Regions from separate parts of the Mus musculus genome. Here region 1 is linked to region 2. A link is a contact called in public Hi-C data. All regions are on one chromosome and are shown on one strand. Each heading gives the region's core, a stretch centred on a gene start, on an enhancer-like site or on the middle of the called end of the contact. The rest is flanking DNA. Distances are from core to core; before and after follow the strand shown. Region 1 overlaps Gm39459 (a long non-coding RNA gene). Region 2 has its middle 40 kb from the start of Gm39458.

Region 1 (7,045 bases), core at 642-3,141, 130 kb before region 2:
AACAGACACAGACACAGACACACAGACACACAGACAGACACAGACACACAGACACACACAAAGACACACAGACACACAGACACACAGACACACAGACACACACACACACACACACACACGGTACATGGGTGAATTCACAAAGACTAAACAAACCCAAAGGCCAGCCAAGGCAATCATGACTAGAGAAGCTAATATCATAGTTATCCTATGGTAGAGACAAGAGCATGAATGAGCATGAAGGGAGATTCAGAGGCACTGTGGGTGCCAGTGAGAACCTGTGTTCAATTTGCAGAAGACTCACACAGTATCTATGACGTGCAATTTTCTATACAGAGGTGTGCTAGCTAATTTAGGTTGTCGACATGGTGGGATCTGGACCCAGCTACAGACACGCTTCTCAGTGGGTCTGTGAGAATATTGCCAGGAAGGAATGAATGAGAAGACCATACCTCTTTGTGGACAGTACTCTCTGGTAGCTCAGTTATAAGGAAGCAGAGGGAAAAGCAGGTCTGCTTTGCCTATTCACCTTCACCTTCTACTGGTAAGCGCGCCTGCTCTGAAGACTCCAGCTTCTCTGGCTTGCCAAAAGATTGAAGACTGGTGGCTCTCTCTGAGTCCTCTGGCCCTTGGCAGCAGACCAGAATGGTTGAGATATGTAGCCTTGTGGACCAGGCAGCTCCTGACTCTCATCCTGTGTGTGGGCAACCACCATTGGACTACCCAGCCTGCCTAATGCAATCATTCTTTATCCTGTTGGTTCTTCTCTTCTGAAGAATCCTGGCTAACAGCATGGTGACACTTAAGAAATGAGTTAAAAGAGGGAAGCCTCACGTTTACACTCACAACTCATCTTCTCCTCTGACTAAATATTGAAGTCGGGGCTCAAGAATGTGGATCTGAGCCGGGCGGTGGTGGCGCACGCCTTTAATCCCAGCACTTGGGAGGCAGAGACAGGCGGATTTCTGAGTTCGAGGCCAGCCTGGTCTACAAAGTGAGTTCCAGGACAGCCAAGACTATACAGAGAAACCCTGTCTCGAAAAACAAAAAACAAAAAAACAAAAACAAAAGAATGTGGATCTGAAGTTAAGTGATCCCCTTTCTGGAATCTTCCCATGTGTTTCCTCTGGCCATTGTCCTGCCCTCACTTATGAGGCGGCCTCCATGTGTTCTTCCCTCACTGAGGCACTGGCTAAGGCCAGCTGCTCCATGCCTCAGATGTGTCTCTCCATGAGCATCCAGTGGGGTTGTCTCCCTCAGTGCTATGGGCTAGAACGTAGAGTGTTTGTAAACATGCTTTGGCCACAGTCCACACTATGGCCAAGCACCTTCTCTTTCCTCTTCCCCTCCCCCTCCATTCTCCCGGGCTCATTTCTCCTTTTCTCTCTTCCTTTCATCCCCTTCTTCTTTTACTTTACCCTTGGGCTATCTGGGATATTCTGGGGATGTTCTCAGGCTCCCATGATGCTCTGGGATTCATTCCAGACTCTGATTTGTCCAAGAAGGCACACCTGAGTGTGAAAAGTGGCAAGCTCCCAGCAAAGATCATGGTAAGATTATTTATTTTGTCTTCAGTTTTTCTATCTCAATAAAAAAGAAATAATAATGTCTTACCAAAAAAGAAACTCAACTCCCAACATACAATAGATGTTTAATGCATACACACAGTATGCCAACACACAGTAAACGTTTTTTAAAAATATCTTTACTTTGAGTGTGTTGCCTGCATGTATGTATGTGCATGTGTGTATGCATGCACGCCTGGCGCCTATGGATCCAGAAGCCCTGGAACTAGCGTTGCAGGTGGTTGCAAGCTACAGTGAGTGTACTGGGAATGAAAGCTGGGTTTCACGGAGGAGCAGCCGCTGCTGTTAACCGCGGAGCTGCCTCTTCATCCCCACAATAGATGCTGCTGACATCATCATGTGTCTGTGGCATGCTAACACTGGGTGGGCTGAGAGAAGCACCAAACTCCTACGTTAAAATTCCGCACCATCTGAAGCTTTCAGCAGTTTTGTTTTCTACAGCTGGTTATTGGTAACAGTATCATGCTGGCTCTGGGTAGGGACAGGAGAAGTGACTGATTTCTGTGGGCATGAGGTTCACGAGAGGAGACCACATAGCAGCCGAGGTAGGATTCTCAGCTAGACTCAACCTTATCAACTAATTAATCAGTTGGGTAGCGGAGGGTTCCAGAGGAGCCACGCCCATGGACAACGTTGAGCTTCTCCCATTGAACGTCTGCCTCAACTCCAGAGAAAAGTGGCATGCATGTGCTGAACGGTGGGAAGCTCTGACCTTGGAGACTCGCTTGTGAATCCCATTGTTGTGGGCTTTTGCTTTGCTCTTGACACAGGGTCTCATTACGTAGCCCAGGTCATCCTGGAACTTGTGATCCACCTGTCTCGTAGTGCTGGGACTGACAGGCAGGCACTGTCACACCCAGTTCAAAAGACAACCCTCCTCCTTCTCTTTCTCCTCCTCTTCCTCCTCTCCTTCCTCCTTCTCTCCCTCTTCCTCCTCCTCCCCATCCATTTTCCTCTTCTCTTTCTCCCTTTCCTCCTGGAATGCTAAGATGCATCACCACAGGTGACAGAGCCTTTTTATGGAGCAGATGGACAGGGCCGTAACTTATTTTTCAGTTCAGAGTTTTCTTTTTTTTTTTATTTATTATTTATTATATGTAAGTACACTGTAGCTGTCTTCAGACACACCAGAAGAGGGCGTCAGATCTCATTACGGATGGTTGTGAGCCACCATGTGGTTGCTGGGATTTGAACTCTGGACCTTCGGAAGAGCAGTCGGGTGCTCTTACCCACTGAGCCATCTCTCCAGCCCCAGTTCAGAGTTTTCTTTCTTCACTTTGGAGGGGGCACTGCTCCCAACGGCAAAGGCTGCCCCAACTCAACACAAGATGTTCCTGGGAGGGCAAGAGGTGGTGGTGTGGGGGGTGCAAAATAAATCAATTCCCACCAACTGGATGTTTGTTTTCTAATGTCCAGAGAAAGTTGTTCAGACATCTGCTTCACTTTTCCTGGGCAGAATAATCTCTGGTTTAACTCTGGACAGAGGGAGTGTGGTCCCATCTGGCCACTGGCTTCCAGAAGGGTTAGAATTTTGATCCTTTTTTGGTTACATGAAAAGCTCTATCTTTAGCTCCCATAATATTCCCCAAGCCCACTGATTTTGGGGGAGAGGCATAAAGAGCCTAGAATTTTCCCTAGACACGAACACTGGCTCTGTTCCCAAGGAGATGAGGATGGAAAATGGGAGAAAATGATACAGGGAGTTGAACACACAGATGGGTCCACGTGAAGAATGCAAAGACAAGTCCATGTGAAGAATAAGATGGGTCCACATGACGAATACTGGGGAAATAGAAACATCAAGATTTAGGGCAGAGAGAAACCCATGCCAAAGGACAAATAACAGCAAATTTAGTTTTGCAGCCTCAACAGGCTTTGTTTGTGAGCCTAGAGTCGGGGCTATAGATCCAGAATGGCTCACACTGCTGGATCCCCCAGGCTCATTTGAGGGGATCTGAACAGACAGTTGCTTGGGATTTCCTGGCTTCAAACCCGTGCCCCTCCACCTCTGCCTCCCGAGTGTAAGGCTTGCATGTGGACCGGGGTTTCATCCCAGATGGAGTCTGTGGTTTGGGTTATTGCAGCATTACCAAGTGGACGAGTTCTTAATGGGGATGTGACTCACAGATGTGTAGCTTGGTTCTTGGTGCCCCAAGCACGACCTCACTCCTTGAGGAGGAGTCGGTATGCATCAATGCTTTGCTCAGTCTCCCAGGCCCCAGGAGCCTCAGGACTATGGGCAGCTGCAACATTCATTGTCCAGTATTGAACCTGTTTATGACCGAAACGCTTAGCAAGGAAGGGATTGGTTACTTTGTTGCTAACTGATTGTTTCTTTATGCTCTATGACAGGTGTGGCCCTGGGACCCATTCTCCAAGCCTGGGAGAATTACTGCTGCAGTCACAAACTCAATTGTTCTCATTGCTGACATTTTTTACTTAGCTGCAGGCAGACTCCACTCTCTTACAGGTGCTCACCCCTCCAGGGCTACTGCAGTACTGTGAGCCTCAGGCTGACAGGTTACCAGGGTTGGAGTCACCTTCCATGGGATGTAGCTTACAGTGTTGGAACGGCCACCTCATTACCGGCTTTACAAAAGAAGTACCACGGATCCCGTTTCACAGATGGATAGGTTGAAGTGTATGTAACCTGTCAAGTGACAGGCACGTCCTACAAGAGAAGAGAGATCAGGGGAAAAGTCAGGCAGAGGATAGGAAATGGAACTGTTTCCAAGTGGGATACAATGGAGATGCTGGGACTTGTGTACTAGGATGGTGGTGACTCGGGTGCAATGAGAAGGGAGGGCTGCTGAGGACAGGGACTGTTTATCTAAAACTGCTTTGGAGCGAAGGCCCTAGCCATCTACACACACCTCTTCATAGGCACCCTGCAGAGCGCTGGGTGCAGGCTGCTGCTGTCTTCTTTTTCTAGTTTAAATTGTTTTCCTGAGAAATGGCCGAGCTGGATCTGTATGTGGAGACAGGCTGGACCAGAAACCTTAAGAAAAGGAGACAGGAACTCTCATCGGTTAGAGCAAGAATTGCTAGAGCCCTGGCACCCTCTTCTGGGAAACTCAGCTCTACTGAACACACGTGTGGCCTCTTTGGAGGATCCTGGAAAGGTCTGATAACACTCTGAGTCACTAAAACAGATGGTGAACATCTCAGAATGGTTTTGGGAGCCCCAGCTGGCAGGGTCATTCTCAATGGATGTTGGCTGCTGGCTCACCTTGTCAGCTCAGGTAGGACCCATCCACAGTCATGGGTCACTCTGCTTAAAGGTGGAGTGGCCATATTACCAATCATGAGTCACAAGCTTGTTATGTATTGGTTCTAATGATCTTTGTGTTAATTTGGCTCCCGAAACCACCCAGGAACCCTCGAGTCTGTGCTGAGCGTCCCTACCCCCAGTTGGCTCTGAGAAATAAAGCTGCCAACAGACAATGGCTGGCCATTTCCAAACCTCCCTGTGGCTAGCACACTCTTCCCTTCAATATTTCTGAATTAGTACTTTCTAAAATCTATATTTCATCTCTGTCACCCCAGACCCAATTGAGGGAGTGGTCCCTGGGGTCACTCTACCCCAATTCTTACATGTTGTATGCTGTCTTCCCTGCAGCACCTGGGGTCACTCTACCCCAATTCTTACATGTTGTATGCTGTCTTCCCTGCAGCCCCTGGGGTCACTCTACCCCAATTCTTACATGTTGTATGCTGTCTTCCCTGCAGCCCCTGGGGTCACTCTACCCCAATTCTTACATGTTGTATGCTTTCTTCCCTGTAGCCCCTGGGGTCTCTCTACCCCAATTCTTACATGTTGTATGCTTTCTTCTCTGCTTGATCTTTCTGATTCTGCCTTTCTCCCTCTCCTGCATTTCTTGCTGGGGAATCCTAAAAGTCCCACCTCTGTCTCCCTGACCAGCCATTGGCCGAAATCCCTTTCAAAATTCCAAAGATGTTCATCACCAAAATTAAAAAAGAATCCTAAAATTCACATAAAACTAAAGAAAGACCCTAGATGCCAAAAAGAATTTCAAGCAAAAAGAATACTGCCAGAGGTATGGGGGAACCATATCTCAAGCTGTACCACAGAGCCATAGTGACAGGACGGTGTGCCATCAGCACCAAAATAGACATCGGGATGGATGGAGACGACTGGAGGGCCACATATAAACCAACTGAGTATGGCCACCTGGCTTTTGACCTACAAAAATAAATAATAAATAAAAGCAAGCCTGTGCTCCTTAGGTATTGTTCATTAGACACAAACTAGAGTCACCTAGCAAGAGGAGCCTCAGCTGAGAAATTGCCTCCATCAGATTGGCCAATGGTTAATGATTGATGGGGGAAGCCCAGCCCACGGTGGGTGGTGCCATTGCTGGGCAGGTGGTCCTGGGTTATTTAGAAAGCAGGTGAGAAAGCCATGAGGAGCAAGCCAGTGAGCAGCACTCTTTGTGGCCTCTGCCTCAGTTCCTGCCCTGCCTGAGTTCCTGCCTTTGGTGATGGACTAAACTGTAAACCAAATAAACCCCTTTCTTCCACAGGTTGCTTTTTGGTCAGCAAAAAAGAAACCAGACATTGCCAAAACAAGCCACAAAAAAATGCCAGCCTCCCTGGGAACATCCAATGCCTCCATGAGGAGGAAGGCGTTTGCCCTGCCCTCATATATAGAGCCAACACTTCAAGATATGGGCGTTGGCAAGGAATTTCTGAAAAGGAACCCAATAGAAAAATACTAACAGAGATTGGTAAATAGGATCACATAAATTGCATCTAGCTGAAGAAGCTGCTGAATGGGACTGACGACAGAAAGAAGGAGAGGGGATCTCCCAAAGCTTTATGCCCAGCAGATGAGTGATATCTAGATTGTAGGGAGACCATGAAAGCAGCAAAGCTCCAAGCAACCCAGTAGATAAATGAGATCACGACACAAAGACAGCTCACAAAGGACAAAGCACAAATGGCCAACGGACACCCTTAGGAGTCCTTAGCAATGACAGAAATGCGACTGGGAACTACATGAAGATCCGGTTAGAATGTTATCATAGAGAAAGTGACAAAAAACAAAAACAAAACCCCAACAACAACAACAACAACAAAACAGACAAAAATGTGAAAATATGAAGACACACACAGTCTTGAAAAAGGAAACCTTCCAGACTGTGAGTAGCCCGAGGGGACTAGGAGGGAAGACACTGTAGGTAACAACTTGTATGAGTTTGAGTTTAGCTGCTCTGACAGAACACTCCTCCCAAAGCGGCTTGGGAGAGGACAGTGTTTATTAGGCTTACACGTCACAGTCCATCATCAAGGGTAGCCAGGCAGGAAATGAAGCAGAGGCCGGAGAAAAGTGTGCTTGGCTTCGTACTACATGGCTTGCTCAGCATGCTTTCTGTTTGTCTGTTTTGTTTCTCAAGACTGGATTTCTGTTTAGCCCCCCCCCCCCCCGCCCCGATATCCTG
Region 2 (7,127 bases), core at 1,572-4,071:
TCATGCTTTGCCCCATGTAACCCTTTAGGTTTGTTTTACAGCCCATTCTGATGGTCCACATCTTCCAGGACACTCCCACCCACCCACACACACATACACATAGTCTCCTTCTCCCTCCCCCTCCCCCTCCCCTCTCCCTCTCCCTCTCCACCTGGATACTCTGTCCTTCTAGGTACTGTCAAGATGGTGCATTGAAAGCTGGAGAACTAACTCAGCAGTTTAATATGTGGGATGCTCTTGGGGAGAACCCAAGTTCAGTTCCAGTACCCACATCAGGTGGGTCACAACTTTGACTCCAGGGAACCCAGTGCCCTCTTCTGGCCTCTGAGGGCACTGTATTTGGGGTACACATACCTATCATTTTTTAAGATTGTGTGTTGCTTCCTTGGGGGCTTTTCTGTATCACTGGCTGCCTTCGTATATATATCTCCAGTAGCTAAGAAGTCTCAACTGTCTGTCTCTGCAGGACCCTGATGTCTAGCCAGGTGATAGAATGTGATTATGAGTCAAGGAATTAACAATAGCTGACAAGATATAGCTTGAGGATCTAGAAAGAAAACCAAAACTTGGGACATAGAACTTTGGCCACTATGAGGCTTAGTTTTGAACTTGGTGGCATTGCTGTGGAATTACCATGGAAACAAACCTCTGGGCATAGCTATGAGCGGGTTTCTAGATTCATTTAATTGAGATGGAAGACACACTCTGGGGTTAGTGACAGGACTTGATTCAGAAGTCAGGTTGAATAGAAAGGAGAAAGCCAGAGGAACATCTGTTCAGCCCTGTGCTGGTCTGGGTTCTCCAGAGGAAGAGAACTGACAGAATGCATCTACATACATTAAAAGGAGATTAGAATGGCTTACAGCCTGTGGTCAGGCTCGCCCACCAATGGCTGTCATGACAGAAAGGCCAGCAGTTGCTCAGTCCTTGAGGCTGGCTGTCTCCGCTGGTCTTTGGTCAGTGTTGGATTCTGGAGAAGTCCGTTCCAACTGCCAGTGAAGGAAGCCTCGGCAGGAGGAGAGATGGGCTTGCCAGGGAGAGTGAGGGCAAGCAGGCAAAAAGCAAGGCTTCCTTCTTCCATGTCCATTGAAAGATGCTGCAGCCAGATGGTGTGGCCCAGACTTAGGGTGGGTCTTCTGACCTCAAATGATCCAATCAAGAAACATGGCTCACAGGTGTGCCCAGCTGTTTGGATTTTAGTGGATTCTCGGTATGGATGAGTTGACAAGCTAGATAGCCACCACAATCACTCTGTACTTCCTGTGGATGCCATGTGATCTCCTGCCACAAAGCCTTCCCTGCCATGACAGACTGCACCCTCAAACTGTGAGCCAAAATAAAGCTACCTTCCTTGGGCATCTTTGTCAGCCATTTTGTCTCAGTCATGAGAACAATAGCTAACATAGCCCACTTGGCACTGAAACTCAGACTCAAGTTCAAGTTATAAGGTTTAGACTACTGTGGTGGTTTGAAAGAAAATGGTCCCCATAGACTCCTAGAGAGTGATACTATTAGGAGGTGTGGCTTGTTGGAGGAAGTGTGTCACTGGGGGTGGGGTTTGAGGTCTCAGATGTTCAAGCCAGGCCCACTTTCTTTCTGCTGCCTGCTGATTCAAATACAGAACTCTCAGCTACCTCTGCAGCACCATGTCTGCCTGCATGCCACCATGCTTCCTGCCAGTATGAGAATGGGTTAAACCTCTGAACTGTAAGCCAGCCCCAATCAACTGTTTTCCATTATAAGAGTTACCACGGTGATGGTGTCTCTTCACAGCAATAGAACACTGACTAAGACAACTAATATATTCTGGGCCACTCTGATCCAACCTCTTCATTCCACGGGACTTATCTCTGTCAGAGTTGACAGATGAGAACCCTAAAGACCCTTCAAGTCAGAAGTATCTCATCCTGTGTGCCTGTTGTCTGAGGAAGTTTTACTTACATGCATGAGTACAAGTGCATGTGTACGTGCGTGTGTGTGTGTGTGTGTGTGTGTGTGTGTGTGGTGTGCACACACATATGTGTGGATGTCCATGTGCCTGTGTGGGGAGGTTAGAGAAGGACAGTGCACGTCCACCTTTGTCCTCCTTTGCCTTATCCCACTGAGACAGGGTCGCTCCTGAGCTGGAGCTACACTGGTAGTCAGCAAGCCCTAGCGATCCTCTGCTTCTGCTCGCACAGAGCGAGGTTACAGGTGAGTGTAGGCAGAGTCATGCCAAGATTTTTTTTTATATGTGCTCGCATCTGAACTCAGGCCCTCACGCTTGTGTGGCAAGGGTTGTCAACCACTGAGCTGTCTCCCTAGCCCTTAAGGCTCATCTTGTGCAGCCTTAGAGGAGACAGGAAGTGTGATTCTACAGGTAACTGTAATCCTCTACAGGTGCAGAGGAACATGCTAGCTGGGGAGTCGTACATGGTTGTGGAGCTGAGAATCCTGGCTCCAGAAGTTCTGGCACTATGACAGGTGACTTCATAGCTCCAACAATATCGCCTGCTTCTCACAAGCTCCAGTGTCTGAGGCTTCCAGGAAGCTCTGTGAGGTAGGGAGAGAGTTGGCTGGGATGCTGCTTGCTTATTACTACTTTGCTTTAAGCAAAATTCCAACCGTGAGATTTTGCTGCCCCGTGTCTCTAGCAGCTCAAACAGCATGTGTCAGTAACAAGTTGTTTCTTCCCCTCCTGTATATTGTAATGAGAGCCGTTCTTCCAGGGAGCCAGATACTGCAATTACGTAGCAAAAAAAGGGGACCAGCCATGTGTCTGATGACTAAACCAGCTTTACCTATTTGTCTGCTTTTCTATTCTGGGAAAGGACCAGAGTGTGCTATGTGTGGAAAGCGAAGTCTACACATGCTCCCAGACACATCCCTTCATGGCTCCTTCCGGGGCTGCACAGCAGAGTGAGCCTTGAAGAAATGGAAGGAAGATTGGAGCTCTGGCTCAGTGGTTAAGAGAACTCGGTACTCTTCTGGAGGGTCCAGATTCAATCCTCAGCACCCACGTGGTGGCTCACAACCATTTGTAACTCTAGTTCTAAGGGACCTAAAGCCCTCTTCCGGCCTCCAGAGTACCAGGCATGTGTACATAGTACACGAAATACATGTAGCCAAAACACCCAGAGAGCTGGCAGGAGAGATTCTTCTTTTGTAATGACTGTCTGCTGGGTAGGCTTAGGATGTGAGAGATAAAAGCCCCTCACAGCTTCCTCTACAGCCTCCTTGTACTGAGAGGAAAACAGAGATGGGAGGTAGGGAGAGGAGGGGCAGGGGTAGACACAACCCCTGGGTTGGTGTGCCCTTCCCCCAACCTTGAGTTGACTAAACAAGTCTCCGAAACCGGAGCCAGCCTCCCTACATTTGTGTCTTCCTGCCTGAGACCTGAGCAACTGATTGCCTACAGAGCTTCCTTTGCTACTCAATCCAGCTAAAACAGGGATGGGTTTGGGGGGGTTGCCTATACAAAAACAGAGCTTAAAAAATTAAGATTTGAGCAGAGACTGGAGGGATGGCTCAATGGGTTACAGTGCTTTCTATCCAGACATAAAGACCTGAGATCAGAACCCAACACCCACAGGGAAAAAAATTAGACATGGCCATGCACTTGCCTGTAACTCCAGCATTGTGAGAGGGGCCATTTGGCTTGCAGGTTCCATATGGGGTCCTGTTCTGAGAGAATAAGGCAGAGAATGATAGGACATCTGGCATCATCTCCTGGGCTCTGTGTGTGCACAGGTTCACATGTACACATACACTACACACCAATGCACCACATTCACACACACATGCCCATACGCATATATACACTCACATGCATATACACACATACACATATACACATACACACATATGCATACATACATACACCCACATGCACATATGCATGCACTCACACACATACTCACACATATGTACACTTTCACAATGCACATATACACTCATACACATACATACATACACCCACATGCACATATGCATGCACTCACACACATACTCACACATATGTACACTTTCACAATGCACATATACACTCATACACATACATGCAAACACACTTACACACATGCAAATGCACCCATATACACATACACACACTCACACACATACATACACACATATATACATGCATAAATATACACATGCACACATATTCACACACATGTACACACATACACACATGCACATACACACATATGTTCACACACACATACATACTCACACATATGCATGCTCTCACACATACACATACATACATATATACATAATATACACATATACATATACTTACTTACACACATGTACACACAACCAATCACAGTGTTTTGGGGTTTGTTTTGTTTTCAGTAGCAAAAGGACACAAACTAGAGAGCCAGAATAAGATCAAGTCTGAGATTAGTTCCCCTTCCCACAGAGTCCTTGATGGCGCTGTCTTACAGCTAATTCGTGACAATATATGAAAGGGTTGTGACCACTGAGGCTCACAGTTGCCCTGTGTTGCAGGATTAGACCATGTATTGCCCACAGGGGCAGACCTTCAGTTTCCAGCTCCTCTTGAGGTCAGGATTAGTTAGGTTTTTAACTGCTAGGATAAACCACTGTAATCAAAAGTTACTTGGAGATCTTCATCTAACAGGTCCATATCATGGTCCATCACTGAGGGAAGTTAAGGCAGGAATTCAAGACAGGAACCCAGAAGGAGAAGCAGAGGCCATGGAGGAGCACTGCTTCCTGGATTGCTCATTCTGCATCCAGGGGACCAACAGCCCAGGGGAATGGCACTGCCCACAGTGGGCTAGGACCTCCCAAATCAGTTAAGACAATGCCCCACAGACTTATCTAAGGCCGGTCTTCTCAGCTGTGTCTAGGTTTGTGTCAAGATGACAAAAACCAACCAGCCCATCAGGCTTCCTCTCAAGATCACTGTTCCTCGGTTTCCCCACTTTCCATCCTGTGGCTCTCCCTACTCATGCGTGCCTTGGTGACTGTCAGAAGCTGTTTCTATGTCCCCCATTATGTTCCTACTCTATCTGGCAGGGCTTGAATAATTTAAATTTGACTAATGATCCTATTTTTATATTATCTCTCCTGGAACACTTCTACCCACTAATCTAGCCTAATCAGCAGGTGACACGCCTACTCTTCATTTAAGATTAATGTGTACATTTAAAAAAAAAAAAAACTTTAAATGACTTTGCCATCACATTTTGGAAGAATTACTTAGAATATCTTTTTTTGTAAGGTTGATTTTATTTGTGTGTATGTACGTGCCTCTCTCTCACTGTGTGTGTGTGTGTGTGTGTGTGTGTGTGTGTGTGTGTGTGTGTATATGTCCCACATGCATGCAGTCTCACCATGCATGCAGTCTCACAGAGGCCAGAAGAGGGCAGCGGATCCCTCTGGAGCTGAACTACCTGATGTGGTCATTGGGAACCCAACTTGTATCTTCTGCAAGAGCAGCAGGAAGAGCAGCAGGACCTCTTTACCTTTGAGCATCTCTCCAGCCCACTTACAATACCTTTACAATGCAGTGATTTCTAAAACCCAGGTGGCACTACTTTCTTTCTTTCTTTTTCTCTTTTTTTTCAAAAGGTTTATTTATATGAGAACACTGTAGATGTGTTCAGACACCCCAGAAGAGGGCATCGGATGCCATTACAGATGGTTGTGAGCCACCATGTGGTTGCTGGGAATTGAACTCAGGACCTCTGGAAGGAGCAGTCAGTGCTTTGAACCTCTGAGCCATCTCTCCAGCCCCAGGCACTGCTTTCTTAAAAGACCAGTTTTACTTGAACAAAAGTCAAGTTGTTTCCCTAAAATAAATTCTTGTGCTTATTCTCTCTCTCATCATGGCGCGCTAGAACTTCTCTGTGGAGAGATCACAGATTTGATTTCTCTTGTAGAAAGTATACAGGTGTTTATTTCTTCCCCTTCCCACCCAAATTATCCTGTTACCTTATCTCAAAGTTCTTTACATCAGAATGATCAATATTGCACCTGTGTATAGTTGGTAGGTAGCCACTGGTCTGAGACTGGCCCTAAACACTAGACTGCGACTACCCCAAGCTGAGATGTGTTGTGGCCATCTTTATATACTGATCGATTCTGGATGCTTGAAACATATATAATTTGTACTACTACAAAAAAAAAAATTCAAGGCTTCTTAAACCAATTAATTAATTGTGTGTGTGTGTGTGTGTGTGTGTGTGTGTGTGTGTGTGTAGTATGTGTGTAGTGTGTGTGTATGTGTGGTCTATGACATGTATGTGAAGAAACCAGAGGTTGACATCAGGGTGTCATCCCCTGTCACCTTCTATCTTATTTCTTTTTTAAAAAAATTTTAACTGTCTTTTGCTACTTTGTGGGTTCTTCTTTTCTCCACCCCTTTCATTCTACCCTTTCAACCCCCTAACACCAGACAGGAGAGAGAAAAGGGTAGAGAAGAAAGGAAGGAGATCCCTGAATAAAGTTAGGAGTTGGAAAGGGGACAACTTACTGATGCTGATTAGGAGCATCGATTTCCTTGGAGCAAGTTTTATCTTCGTTGTCAGGATATCTAGTTTCTTCTTTTGTTTCTTCTTTGAGCACAACTACTTGACAAATTTCTACCAACAGCAACTGAAAGAAAATAAAACTTGAGACCTGTGATTCATGTAATTTATGCCAAATAGCCCAAAGGGTTGTTTGTGAGCTTTGAAACCTGGGGCTGAGAACATAGCAGAACAGGCCAGGACAAGCCCAGACAAACCCAGGCAGGCCCGTCGTTAAGACATTCCTGAGGCTGCTTGGCCATAAAGATAAAGAGAATGACATGTCCAGACTGGTCCAGCGCCTCCCTATCTCCCACCCTTCTGACCCAAGTTAAATGTTATCTGCACGTACAGTCTGCTGATGTTTAAATGAACCAATCATGTGAAACCGTGCCAATTCCTCCCCCAACCCCATACCCTTTCCTATAAAAACCCCTAGCTTCCAAGCCTCATGGTCGAAACCACTGTCTCCTGCTTATTGACCGGAGCTCTGCCATTAAACTACCTCGTGTATGTACATCAAGACGGTCTATTCGTGATTTTGGGGTGCACGCCGAACCGGGAACAGAGTGGGGGTTTCCCCACTAGGTTCTTTCACAACCAACA

The links. A called contact is a pair of places that touch in the nucleus more often than the background predicts.
Region 1: a Hi-C map of cortical neurons shows a contact between it and region 2, with 2.0 times the contacts expected there. The contact joins two enhancer-like sites. A contact is called at or near these places in 1 of 484 Hi-C or Micro-C datasets (cortical neurons) and 2 of 115 datasets of contacts at active chromatin or transcription factors (cardiomyocytes and embryonic stem cells).

Annotation. Positions count from the first base shown.
Region 1 is chr9:120,840,612-120,847,656 of GRCm38.p6, reverse strand. Gm39459 (a long non-coding RNA gene) reads right to left here. Exons shown (of 3, transcript XR_871371.2): 2 at 4,457-4,581; 3 at 3,728-4,254. Among named protein-coding and RNA genes, the nearest start is that of Gm39459, 9.8 kb to the right of the region's middle. Within about 2 kb of position 1,891, at least 17 of the 459 cell types and tissues checked have an H3K27ac peak or open chromatin away from gene starts, as enhancers often do. A contact at or near this core is called in cortical neurons, where this site is marked.
Region 2 is chr9:120,711,440-120,718,566 of GRCm38.p6, reverse strand. No RefSeq gene overlaps it. Among named protein-coding and RNA genes, the nearest start is that of Gm39458, 40 kb to the right of the region's middle. Within about 2 kb of position 2,821, at least 20 of the 459 cell types and tissues checked have an H3K27ac peak or open chromatin away from gene starts, as enhancers often do. A contact at or near this core is called in cortical neurons, where this site is marked.